2 separate regions of the Mus musculus genome follow, and region 1 is linked to region 2. The links are chromatin contacts, called in public promoter capture Hi-C maps. All regions are on one chromosome and are shown on one strand. Each heading gives the region's core, a stretch centred on a gene start, on an enhancer-like site or on the middle of the called end of the contact. The rest is flanking DNA. Distances are from core to core; before and after follow the strand shown. Region 1 has its middle 46 kb from the start of 2610300M13Rik. Region 2 holds the start of 4930544G11Rik (RIKEN cDNA 4930544G11 gene).

The links. Promoter capture Hi-C pulls out the DNA fragments that hold promoters and counts their contacts.
Region 1: a promoter capture Hi-C map of neural stem cells shows a contact between it and region 2. The contact joins the enhancer-like site here to the promoter of 4930544G11Rik in region 2. A contact is called at or near these places in 11 of 39 promoter capture datasets (the 3T3-L1 cell line, the HPC-7 cell line, cranial neural crest and 8 more) and 3 of 9 other capture datasets (adipose tissue, liver and macrophages).

What each region holds. Positions count from the first base shown.
Region 1 is chr6:66,416,907-66,423,564 of GRCm38.p6, reverse strand. No RefSeq gene overlaps it. Among named protein-coding and RNA genes, the nearest start is that of 2610300M13Rik, 46 kb to the left of the region's middle. Within about 2 kb of position 3,919, at least 7 of the 459 cell types and tissues checked have an H3K27ac peak or open chromatin away from gene starts, as enhancers often do. A contact at or near this core is called in neural stem cells, where this site is marked.
Region 2 is chr6:65,946,716-65,953,848 of GRCm38.p6, reverse strand. 4930544G11Rik (RIKEN cDNA 4930544G11 gene) reads right to left here and starts at 1,278. Exons shown (of 1, transcript NM_001161773.1): 1 at 1-1,278. The coding sequence starts at 1,066. The coding sequence ends at 485.

The DNA.
Region 1 (6,658 bases), core at 2,670-5,169, 470 kb before region 2:
AAAGATTATCCTAATGTAAAGCTAAATGACACACTAATTTTCTACCTTTAGGTTCCAGATAATATATAACTACCAATATTCAATTGTAAACCCAAAGAGACTTTGAAATGATGTCATAATTTAAAAATTAAAAAATGATAAGTTGTAATCACCTGGAAGAAAATTATTTTGGAGAAAATAGGGCAATGCTGTTCTTACTCATAGAAACATGCTGTTCATTTAAATGAAGAGAATTAATTTATAATTCCTTTGATGATTTTGTTTTTGTTAATTTCATTTCCATTGCATGTTGAGATCAGGTGCTGAGAAAGATGTCAGCGACATCATTTAGGGCATAAAACCAACCCAATAGGGAGGCTTGCTTTCTTTCATTTTTCTTTTTTTTAAACCAAGTGATTACTAATCACACTGGTCCTACACTAAGTAGCACACTGCAAAGAATAACATGTAGAAATAACACACTGTCAGAAAATCAAACACAAACTCCAGGAAATCATTATCTCTTAAAAGTTCTATTAGCTCAGTGTTTGCCCTTTGACATGGATGCGACTGGAATGGTCGCTCATAGGTAATTGTCTTGTGTTCAGATCTCAGAAACTTCTGGACTGTTTATCACACTTAAAATTCTTTGATATTGAATACACAGTAAGAGACAGGGCATCTGTGGCTGGCCCGTGAATCTGCACTATCACCAAGCTTCCTGCTGATTCCCATTTGAGTCTTTGTGGTTTAGGATGTTCTAAATTATAACACAAGCCCAGATAAGTGTGATATTCTTCTCTTTCTTTGCCTGAGATTGAGCAGATTGCTTAGTTTCTTCAGTGAACTGAGAGGAACAGAAACAAGTAAATCCTTTAAGCAAAGCAACACGGAGAGAAGAAAATCCTCTCCTCTCTGAGTATGATTAAAGGATTCGCAGAACAGATGCTGAGTGTTTAGAGAGCAAGTGGAGGATGAGCTCTGGAAGCAGGTACCATGTCTCATGTGTAAACTGGTCCCGGGGACTTAGAAGGCAATAAAAGAGCAATAGAGTGTGGACATGCTTGCAGGTGACAGTCTTGGAAAAGAGAGGGGAGACAAAAAGACAGAAGCTGAAGTCTCAGGAAACACACAAAGGCTTTAGAAGTTTACGTGAATTAGATATGTAAAAGAAACTTGCAATTGGCAAGCAGGGGTAGTTGTGAAGTGTGCCCAGACTGTCAGAACAGGAGAACTAGTTTCAAACTTACTAAGTAGCTCAGAGGAGCCTTGAACATGAGCTGATCATCCTGCCTTAGAATTTCAAGTGCTGGGATTGTGGAATTATAGGCATGTGACTCTGAGCTACTCAACTTTATTTGTTTTAAGTTTTCATAACCATATTCATTCCTCATACAGTTATTACATTTTCATTTTATTTATTAAATTTTAAAATTATTTATCACAATGCAGCTTAAAGCTAAAATATCTATAATTAAGATAAAAAGTTGCAACTATAAAAAGATATAACAAGTCAAAGAGAAATTTTGTTTTATATCTGAATAATTTGTCTTAATGCTATTAATTTTGTTAAGTGACATTAAATAATAATAATGTTTATAATCACTATACCTTGTATATAGTCTCTTCAGTTCTATTTTACACCAAAACACCCAAACAGGCACAATTTCAAATGTATATGAACTCTGATATTTCGATCTCAATTGGGTAGTGGTTTACAAATGTGGGGAATCTGTGATTCTGTTGGTTTGTGATATTTTTTTGCACAGTGTTCTATAAATAATTTCATTAAACAACATAGGCCATTTATATATTCTTAGTCACAACTGTACCTTAAAGGATTTGCTATCAAATCATCAATTATTTTGATTTCTCCTGACTTTCCTCAAAGAAGATATTTATTAAGAGAGGGAAAAGAAATTATTTTAAAATTTAAAGGAATCTCATACCTTCCAAAAATGATGTCTGTTTAAAAATGTAAGGAGGTATACATTTATGTATATGAGTAATTCTACACAAAGCTATGAATGCTTAAAACTGATACTTTGAACACTAGGAATCAATGACAGATGACATGGAATAGGGGGCAGGTGTAGAGGTTACCATGGAGGCTAGTTTAAGTTGAAAGGCTCCCAACTATTTGTCTTTGTTTCTGATGACCCCTGGTCACCTCTGGTGATGGACGTTTCAGAGCCTCTTTGAAATGTTTGAGAGATTAAGAACTATGCTCAGGTATTAATTTCTTTAGTTATTTTTTTCTACATTGTTATTAATAGTCATTTGTTATGTCGAAAGGCAGAGAAATAAGGTGAACACTTTCACGTCTATAATCTTCCTGCTAATTTCTATATAGTTAAACTGATCCCTAGGGTCAGACTTTTAAAGAAGATTTATCTTATGTGTTCGTGTATATATGACATGCATCCAGGTACTTGTGAAGGCCAGAAGATGGCATGAGAATCTTTGGAACTAGAGTTACAGGTGACTGTGAGCTGCCTGATGTGGATGCTGGAAACCTAACCCAACTCTACTGCAAGAGTCTGCAAGTGTTTGTAATTGATGAGTCAACTTTACATCATTTTAGATCCTTTAATTCCACAGTCATGGGAAATATTGAAGATGTTCTGAGCTATTTCTTTCTCTTAAGCAGTTTCCTCTACATTTTAATTTACATTTTCCTTTCTTCTGGTATTATGACTCTGTTTTTTCAAACTCTCTAAATTATTAAATTTTTAATTGTGAAACAACACTGTATAAATATTTTACTGAGGATGTGATTAAAATAGACTCTATGTGTTTTTACTTTACACTGTTATTATTCGCTGGCACTGAATTGCAGTTTTCATGGTTATTCTCATTCTTTTAAACATCAGAATATGATTTAATGCATTTTATTAAGCTTTGAAAGATACTGGAAATAATTTGACAATATAATTAAGGGAGTACTGAACCTAAATATATCTCCATTTGAAATTCCATAGCTTGGCACAGTTTAATTTCCCAAATGAATGCCCTTTCTGAGGGCTGAGATCATGGTCTCATATAGGGGAGAAAGGACAGAGAATATATGGTATATTGTTCTAAAACCCAAATAAAGGAAACCATTTACACTGAGAATATTGTGGAAATTGGAAAAAAAATATTCAGGAGCCTCAGGAGTGCTTCAGAGAAATTGCTAATGGGTCATTGCTCATACGTTGATTTACTTAGCAAATAGTACGCGCAGCTACCACCATGCTGACAGTACACATGGGACACGGGTCACAATTTTTCTCACATTTTGAGAGAAACATGTACCAATTATTACAATGTAATATGAGTAGATGTAACCAGGGAGTGGACTCACAGGACCATTGTCTGGAATGAGACAGCGATCATATGCAAATGGTGAAAGCAAAAGGAGCTTGTGCATGTTTAAGTGCTTCATTTCGTAAAGAAAACCCAAAGTGGCTAAGCAGAAACAACATTAAACTACCATCTGAGTTCTCTAGTGTTTCTGTTTCCTTAATGTTGTGAATTGGGCATCAGGGAAATCTTAATTTAGCAAAGTGAAATGGAAATGTTTTTAATTACCTCAGCAAATAGTTCCAGAAATAATAAAATGTATTCTGCAAAGGCTTTAATATGAGAACATTTTTTTTCCTAGCAGAGAAAGAGTAAAATATTCTGGAAGAGTGGCCTGCATATATCATAGCTATATTCACGTGTAGACGGATATAACCCAAGAAGCATAAAGCAAACACTGTGTGAGCTGCTGTGCTCCATTGCCATCTTCCCAGCAGCTTCCAGAGACTAATTAAAACTGCTTTTTATTATTTAAATGTTCCACAGAAACAGGCTTGTCACCTTTTAAAAATACTTCTGCAGAACAAAGTGCCATAATGTCACGACACAGGGACGCTGGCAGGAAAAGACAAATGGGGTTTGGCAATGTTCTCCCACATGGATAAGTCCAGAAGGAGAAGCGGATAAATCAGGAAGGGTCAGTGCCTTGAAAGGGAACATTGTCTACTCCTGAATATTTTAGACATACAAAAATGGGGTCCTCAGGACTCCTTCTACCGTCATGATTCCTGTCTCAAAAGGGAGGGAACTGAAGGACGTATGTATGTTAACTTTAAAGGAAATGTATGCTTAAAAAAATGAAAATAAAAAGTATTTGTAGAAGTAGAAAAATGAATAAGTATTTTGTAACTGAGAGAGGAGAAAGATAGCCTATAAACTGGTCAACAGTTAATGAATCCTGGAAAAATTGTCAGTGTTTTGGGAACCAAGTGTAAGAAACACTAATTTGCTTTATATTCTAAGTTTTGTGTGCAAGGGTATTTCTTCAAGATATTTGCTTATGATTTTCTTTTTAAACCCTGAAATTCAGAAGGGATTCTTGTACCTTACATAAGCAGCTCATTTTCCGGATACAGCTTATTTAAAACTATTTCAGTACTGAGATTGTTAAGTACTTTACCTCAATTCAAACAGGCCATAACCTCTAGTGAAATAGAAGCAGTAATTAAAAGTCTTCTAAGGAAAAAAAAAAAAGCTGAGGATCAAATGAATTCTGAGTAGAATTCTACTAAAAAATAATTAATGTCAACAATCCTCAAATTAGTACACAAAATAGTCAAGGAACACTTTCTAATTCTTTTATGAAGCCACTATCACCATGGTACCAAAACCATACAAAAATTTAACCAAAATTATAGGCTAATATTAATATCCTTTATGAATGTAGTTGTAATAATTCTCAATAAAATATTTGAACATACATCCAAACTCTCATACTCAATTATTTGAAAATATAATTAGGAGTTAATATTGGATATTTATTATAATATTTACCTTCTTCTTAAACTTTGAACTGTTAAGTTCAAAAGCTATATGGAATCTGTTATTTTTATCAATAATAATATTTTTGAGGAATATCCTGGATATTTTACCTTATTTCTTTCTGCTTGGATGTTAGAAAATAATTATAAGTGTACTCTTTATATTCAACTGTGTGTCTCATGTAGTCTAAAATGTCTAATATCTATTAGATATTTAATATATGTCTAACTATACTAATGTATAATAACATAATAACAGTCATATAGTCTAATAATCATATCAATCATGGTGATTAGTTTTTTATTGTTTGATTTGCTGACTCCTGTTCCCAGGATTATCAAATGCCAACAGTTCTTCTGCTAGGAATGGATTTCATGCCCACTTTCCTTGCTCCATGTTGGGATTTTTAACTTGCTTGAGCTTACACAGGTCTTGGACATATTGTCACATTTGCTGTGGGTTTCAAATGCATGACTAACCAATGCACATAAAATAAAAATAGATTGTGTCTGTAAAACACTGCTTTCTTAAAATCATTTACTACCTTTTATTATTACAATCTTTCTGGCCCCTATTCCTCAAAAACCCCTAGTCCTTGAAGGGAAGGATGTGATATAGACGTTTTATTCAGGACTGAGCACTTTGAAATCTCTTATTTTCTACATACTGACCAATTAGGAGCTTTTATTACAAGAAGAAGATCCTCTAATAGGGATGAGAGATAAATTGATTAGGGTATGTCATTAGAAGTATATATATATATATATATATATATATATATATATATATATATATAATATGTGCATTGGTGTTTTGCTTGCATGTATGTCTGTGTGAGGATGTCAAATCACATGGAACCAGATTATGGAGAGTTGATGGTGCTAGGAATTGAACCTGGATCCTCTGGAAGAACAGATAGTGCTCTTAACTGCTGACCCACCTCTCCAGAAATCATTTTAATACTCTCCCCGTTTAGCATAATTATGGTATGGGCTCTCTTTAGGGCCTATGATCTATCTAACCACAAGGTCTTGGATCTCTTAACAGTACCAGGTAAGGGATTCATCTCATGGAGTCAGTTTACTTTTATAGTGTGACCCCAGTAGGTCAATCACACTCCAGGACAGGTCCCATGCCCAAGGGAAGTAGGTCAACACAGACAGGACCTGATGGGTTTCAGTAAAATGGGGGAGAGAGAGAGAGCAAGACTCAAAAGTTGAGTGAGGTATATTGGAGAAGAGTTGGGGGGGGGGTGGCTATGATCACTTGATAAAAGCAGTTTTTGTTTTTAAACGAATGTGGTTTTAGGCATACTATGTTTGAGATTTTCACTGGATAATCAAATAATGTGAATAGATGAGTCTATAAAGTAAGATACACATACATATACTCACGACTCTCATCAACTGAATGGTGAGCCAAGGAAACACAATGGATGCTTACATGAGAATGCTCCAATTCATGGATCTACTTTTATAGTTTAAAAACATAGAAAAATAAACCCACATTATTAGGCAAACAAACATATGTATCCAAACTGAAGCATAACAAGGAAGTAGTGACCACATAAGGTATCAGTTACCTCTAGAGAGAGGCAGGGTGTTCGGCTCTATGATCTTACCGTCTCAGGACTCTTGGGGGATGTTCTATATATTAACTTTGCTGTAGCACAGAGAGGAGCAACATGTGAGTTCATATTAAGTACCTTTAAGCAGGGCATCAAGAAAAGTTAGATGGACTGCTCAGTGGTTGAGAGACCTTGACCTTTTGCAGATGATGGTGTTTGCTACCCAGTACCCATGTGGTGACTCACAATCCTGTGAAACTCCAGCTTCAAGTCAGCCAGTTTCGT
Region 2 (7,133 bases), core at 29-2,528:
ACACAGTAACTATAAGGTAACTCACAGGAAACCACAGAGCTGTTACTCTACCACAGCTGCCTGGAGAGAGATTTCCAAGAGAATAAAGATGGCAGTGAAAGTTGTTAGGGAGTAAACTCTTAAGTGGTGACTCAACTGCGTTCTTCCCAGCTCACAGATGGTAGGTTGGGCAGGTCAGAAAGAGTTACATTCTAAACGACAAAGTTACCGTTTCTCTTTCTAGAGATAATAAATTCTTCAATTAGTGCCTGATGTTTCAGGTGGAGTGCAGAATGGGCTGTGACAGAAGAGTCAGGACCCTGGCAGGTCAGACCTAGAGGATGTCATTAGTAATCATGGTTGCTTTCTAAACATTGACAGCAAGATGACTTCTGATTTGTAATCTCGGACATACAAACAAACAAAAAGGCTAGCAATTACACCATAACATTTGTAAATAGCACTTGAAAATTAACTGTACCGGGACTGTGTTTGCACAAATACTTCAAAAGACAAAGCAACCAGTCTTTTTCTTCACTCGATTCGTTTGCAGAGCAGCCCTTGTGGCCTTTTCAAAGACCCTCCTCACTCCATCTTTGGTCTTCGCTGAACACTCCACATACTCGAAAGCGCCAATGCTGTTCGCCAACCCTTGGCCTTGTTCAGGTCTCACAGGCGCTTGCTTCCTCTTGGCTAACTCTTGTATCGTGTAGAAGTCATTCCGAAGATCCTTCTTACTCCCAACCAGGATGATGGGCACGTTGGGACAGAAATGCTTGACTTCTGGAATCCATTTATGTGGGATGTTCCCAAAGCTATCAGGGTTGCCAATGGAGAAACATAACAAGAGAACATCAGTGTCGGGATAGGAGAGTGGCCTCAGGCGATCATAATCTTCTTGTCCAGCTGTATCCCACAGGGCCAACTCCACCTGTTTTCCATCCACTTCGATATCAGCCACATAGTTCTCAAATACTGTGGGCACGTAAACCTCAGGAAACTGGTCCTTGCTGAAGACGATGAGCAAACATGTTTTTCCACAAGCTCCATCTCCCACGATCACCAGTTTCTTCCGGATGGCAGCCATTGCCTAGGATGTTTTTGCTACTGCACAAAGCGCCTGGGACTTCTCAGACCACAGGCTCTCAGACTACACCCAGGAAGACCAATTAGTGTAGAGGACACCTATCCTGAGCCACCACCTCTGAGGCCCAGCTCAGCAGGAGGTGGCAGACTCAAGAGAGAACCAACTGAAGACAGTGTTGGAAGGCCGGTGGCGGAGGGAGGCAGGATACGCATGCGCCTGAATGCCCAGCTTGGCTCGAGCCTGCCAACCACACATATCCTCACATTCATAGTTCAACAAGGTTGCGCGTGAGAGGTCTTTTTGCCCTGAAAGAAAGGTACTTAAGCAATCATCTCACCTACGTAGGCGTGATGGGAATTCTCAAAACACATCCTTTCTATTGCTGGTTTCTTCAAGATATTCTGTTCATACAAGTGCTAAATTTAGTCAAAGATCTTTTGCGATTGCTGTGTGGTTTCTCTTAAATCTATTCAAATGCTTTGCCACATTTATTGAACCGTCCTTGTATCCTTGGCGTGAAATTCACTTGACTCACAGTTCGTGATAATTCTTTTTAATATGCCTTTGACTTCAGTTTGCAAGCATTTCATTGGGGGGAGGGGTGGGTCCATTTGTGTCCACCAAGGGGCTTGATGGATGGGTTTCTTCCTTACGTCTTTAATCTGGTTTTGGCATCAGTGTACTACTTCAGTTCATAGAATGAGTTCAACAGTGCTCCTTTCCTTTCTATTCCAAAGAGCAGCTGGGGAGGCGCCGTGGAGTTAACTCTTTGAACAGCATGGAGGAAGTCAGCAGGGAATCCCTCAGGCCTGGGCTTTTCTTCATTGGAAGGTTCTTCATCTCTGCTTCAATCATATTCCTCTTGTGCTTCTATGTGATGTGCTTGATCACACCTTAATTTTGGCAGAACTGCTGTGCGCAGAAACATCCATTGAGCTTAGATTTTCCATTTTAAAAATGTAAGCTTGCTGAGTGATCCCCACTGACCCCGAACCTAATAGGAAAACACTGTAACACACACATTTTCACCTCTAGCTTTATTAGTTTCACATTCTTTTTTCTGTAGGCTAATTTTGTTGATGCTTTATCAATCTTGATTATCTTTTCAAAGAACCATTTCCTACTCTCATTCATTCTTTACGTTGCTTTTTTAGTCACTATTTTATCACTCTTTGCCTCAGTGTTCATTGTTCCTTTTCAGTTTTTGGCTTTAGGTTTGGCATCTTTTCTTTTTGAGATCTTTATGATGTTTTAGTGTAAGTATTTAGCTCTAAACTTCCTTCTTAAAACTGTGCTCCTGTATCCTGTTAAGTTTAGATTTCATTCCAGTGACTTCTAATTTATTTCTCTACAATTGATGTTACTAGTAGCATAGTAATTAAGTACAAAGGGAATGGGAAGGTGGAGAGAAGAGGCAGAGGAAGGTCGTGTGATGTCGTGTAGAAAACAACACTAAACCAAACACAAGAAATAGAAACAGCAACAACAAAATAACAAGCAAGCGGCACAGCAATGCTTTAAAATTAAACAAAACAAAACAAAACAAAACCTTTTGTTTGCTTGTTTGTTTGTGGAAGTTGTGAAGGAGTCATTTTCTTTCCAAAATTCGAATAAGTGAGACCAGGCCAGAGAGGGCTATGTGCAGCTAAGCCTTTCCCTCTCCAGGTCTGGCAGAATTTCATGTATATGAAGCCTGGAAATTCAGGAAGTGTCATATTCCATCTCACACTGCCACAGACATCCGAATGAATGTCCCCTTACAGGATAGATGGTCTACCTGTGTAGATCTGTGGGAGATCTTTCCAGGCCTATAATAGAATGCAGAGCAATCAGACCAAAGCAGCCTGCCCTTGAAGGGCAAAGCCCAGGACAATCTTGTGATCCTGTATTCCCTGCTGACATTGTTCTCTGGGCTAGCACACCAGCTGGTCACTTTTCTCTCCTCTCACTAGCATTTTGGCTGCAGACCCTCCAGCCTTGGGTGCCTGGCTTTGTTCTGCAGCACTGGTTCCGCTTCACACCCAAGTAGCTCTGTGTCCATGAATCTGAGTGTGAGTTACACTGGGTCCGCATTTGTCCTTTCTTACTCATTTGTTTGGCTAGTGGAGAGGGCAGGGCATGAGGCTTGAATTCACCAGTGTTCTTACGTCTAAGCACTCATTGTTTCTTCTTGGCTCCCACAAACACAACAGCTCAGTCAATTCTGCCTCTTGCCTCCGACTCAGTTTTCTACTCGCTAAGAATGAACTATGTTTCCTTAATTTATTCTTTCTTTAATGAATCGGCATCTTCCTAGTCTGTTGAAAATAGTGCTGTCTTGAAAGGGTTGTAGATATTTCTTGAAGATCTGGTTTCCAATTCTTTTATATTGTTATTTTTTGAATTTTTTTCTTTGACATTCATGTAGAATATAATTTCTGCTGTCAGAACAGTTTCTGTTCTCTTAAGAGGGGGGATATTGAAGAGATGACTAGGACATGAAGTCTCTGCTACGAAAAATAGTGACTTTATTATGGAACAGATCTTTATTTCCTCTAATTCATCACTTTTTCTGCACTCCATCCTACTAGTGCAAGAATATCATCACAGATGCCTGCATCTTAAACTTGGAATTCCATATCTCCAAAACTGTAAGAAACAAATTTCTGTTCATTGAAAATTATTTGCTGTCAGGTATTTTTCTACAGAACAAAATAGAGTCAGATAGCTCTATACCATGAAGTGAGGTCATGGGCCATGTAGTAATTTTATTTTGCATGGTTTTAGGAGTATACATGAACTTGTTCAGGGTGGTTATATTGCTTTTTCTACTGACAAACTGCTATATCACAGAATGAAAAAAGTCCCTCCAACAACAGCAAACTCTCTATATAGCATTCAGAGATGGGTATGGACTGGAGAGCCCTCTCCCCTGGTAACCATTAATTATAAGATCAGATCCTCATAAGCCCTTTCCCTGCTCCACTGGTGGAAAGCTAATGATTCCAAACGTATGCACTTCTCCTTTGGGTAATATCTTAGTTGAGGTTTCTATTGTTCTGATGAAATACCATTACTAAAGCAACTTTGGGAGTAAATGATTTGTTTCCCTTACATTTTCATATCACTATAAGAAGTCAGTCCAGGAACCTGGAGGCAGTAGCTGGTGCAAAGTCCATAGAGGAGTGTTTCTTGCTAGCTTGTTTCTCATGGCTTGCTCTGCCTGATTTCCTAAAGGACCTGGGAACAATAGCCTGGAAATACTACCTCTCACAATGAGCTGGACACTCTCACATAAATTAATAATTAAGAAAATACTCTGCAGGTTTGCCTACAACCCCATCTTATAGAAGCATTTTTCCTGATCCCCTCCTCTCAAAGAATTCTAGCTGTGTCAAGCTGACATAAAACTAGTCAGCAAGACTATCATAGATGATCACAGTTCAAGAGAGCAACAGCCATGCTATGCCCACAGGGAAGGTGTTTACAACACCCCACTCTTTATCAAGCCCTGAGTGAGTGATGTTCTCAGTGAGTATGGGCTATTGGCCTGGGCAGGACCATGCCAAGGAAGCTGCAAAGCATCATACCTATGGGGAAATTTAAAAAGTCTTCCCTGGACTAAGCTCAGAGAAACATTAAACCAGCTTTCCTTCCTGGTTCTAGTGCAAATCTTGATATTTTGTAAAGAAAATGTACAATACCACAACTTTCTCCTCTGGGATGTTTATGTGTTGAAGTCTGTTCTGCTATGAAGATTGCGCCTAGTGAGATTAACAAGACCTGTCTCCTTGATCCAGCTACATACTATAAACACTGTCTCCTTGTTTATATGGAATAACATTGTCTCCCATTCAGCTGTATGCAAAAACCCTGCCTCTCTGCTCAAATGTATATAATGAACATGCTGAGTTTCTGGAATGTTGTAGGTTCTCTATCAGAGTAACAAGTTTCCCTGCCCCTAGCTTTTCTGTGGGTCTGACTGTATTTATTACTTCTTCCTTTTGCTTTCTCTTCCCTTAGTCATATTCATCCCTGGAGCCATGAAAGGACCTGATTAGAGGCATTTTCCTCCTAGGAATTATTCTGACCCCTTCTGTACCTTTGAGGATGTAATGTAGATGTATCAATTAATGCTGAGAAGTCCATTGTAAGCACTTTTGCCAATTATGAGTCTCTACAGTATTACACAGTATAAAAACAAATTTCTCTGTCAAAAGATGACATCATCATAAGCTATGGATTTAAGTGTAAATATTTAGAAAGCAATTTGATGGGCATATCATATTTATTTATCAAAATAATAACAGTAGCTTCTCTGCTAGGACCTATGATCTTCTGAGTCACAAGATTTTTCCCAAGTTTATAACATCAGATGTGAATTTCTCCTGCGGAGTAGGTCTCAAATCCAATCAGAAAGCCATTAGTTGCACCCATAGTAGTTGTGCCACTATTGCATGAGTGGGCATATCTTGCCTAGCATTCTGATAGTAGAACATACAGTTTGTTCTAGCATAGTTGTTAAAGAATTTATTTGACTTTCAATTGTACATCAGCAGTTACATTGAATTAGATTGACCTATACAGAGCACTACCTTGTATTAAGTCTATAGTGCTAGGCTTTTATCTGATTTAAACCTAGTGATGATACATTTCATATCAGGTGTACAATAACAGATTTATATTTTAGCACAAACTCTTAACATAAGTCTGGTTACATCCAAATGAAGCTACATGTGTCTGACAGAAAGATGGGAACAATTTATCAGAGACTAAAAAGTGCCAAGCCCAGTTTGTCAGACAAGATAAAAGAAGTCTTAAGTCTTAACAGTTGTTTTTAAAATACATTCCAGTTTTTCACATAACAAAGAAAAAACAATGGTACTAAAATAAAAAAGTAAAGTATAGAACATTAAGTTTGAGGGAATAATTTTGTTAGTATATTTGGAGGATAAATTTGTCTATGAAATAATAGAATAATGCAAACATCTTTTGGGAGCTGGGGTTCTTTTCATTTTTCTATAGCTTTGAAGGCAAACAGTTAGTACTAGAACTTACAGATGTAATGAATTCTTACAAGAACAGTGATTTTTTTTCCCTATAATTTCTTGCATTAGCCAACAAGAATGTTAGCAGTCTTACATTCATTCCCTATTATAAACACATTAATTACTGACATTATTTTTTTAAAAAGTTAGTTTTCCATTCCTATGTGCTTGCCAATGTGGCATATACACAAGGGATACAAATTTACGGCTGCTAGGATGGCTCAATGAGCTTGCTACTAGACTAGACTTACTCCCACATGTGTGCCCCGCCATGCCTGTTATTCATGTTAGACATAATTTAAAATTACTCTAAGTTTATTTTTTAATTATTTGTTTTATTTTTGATATTGTAATATAATTACATATTTTCTCTTTTCCTTTCTTCCTTGCAAACCCTTTCACATATAGTTTCTTTTTCAATAATTTTTGTTATGTAGCACAGGCATGCACACACATATGTGTGTTTTATGTGTGTGAATTCTGAAATACAATACTCAGTCTAAATAATGTTAGTTGTATTTACTACTTGGTATTGAATAATAAATTTGTGTGATCTTCCCAAGGAAGACTATTTCTACTCCTCTCTTTATTCCATAGTTGCCTGTAGTTCTTTGTGTAGGGGAGGCCTCCTGGACATTAACATATCCACGTTGGCATGCATGTTATTGTTGTCCTTATTAAACTCATGTTTAGACAGTCATGTTGGTGATGGGTGTAGTAAAAATTTGGGTTTCATTAAAAACCTAGTCATGTTATGTGAATATATTTTTGTTTTAATCCCAGGTGTGGAATAAGAGACTTCTTCACAGCAGGTGATTATAATTTGCCTCCTGCACTATCAAGGGTGTGATTTTTGCCAGCTATAGACAGTTTAATTCTGGGGATTCCGGAGAGGGTAAGTAAGGTATAAATGGGATGGTCTTGAGAGGGCCTGAGGAGACTGCTGCTACCCATGCTGATGCTGGTTCCTAATTGTTGCAGCTTGTCAATTGGAGATCTGAAGATCACTTTCTCACCAGACATGGAGATGCAGAATTTGG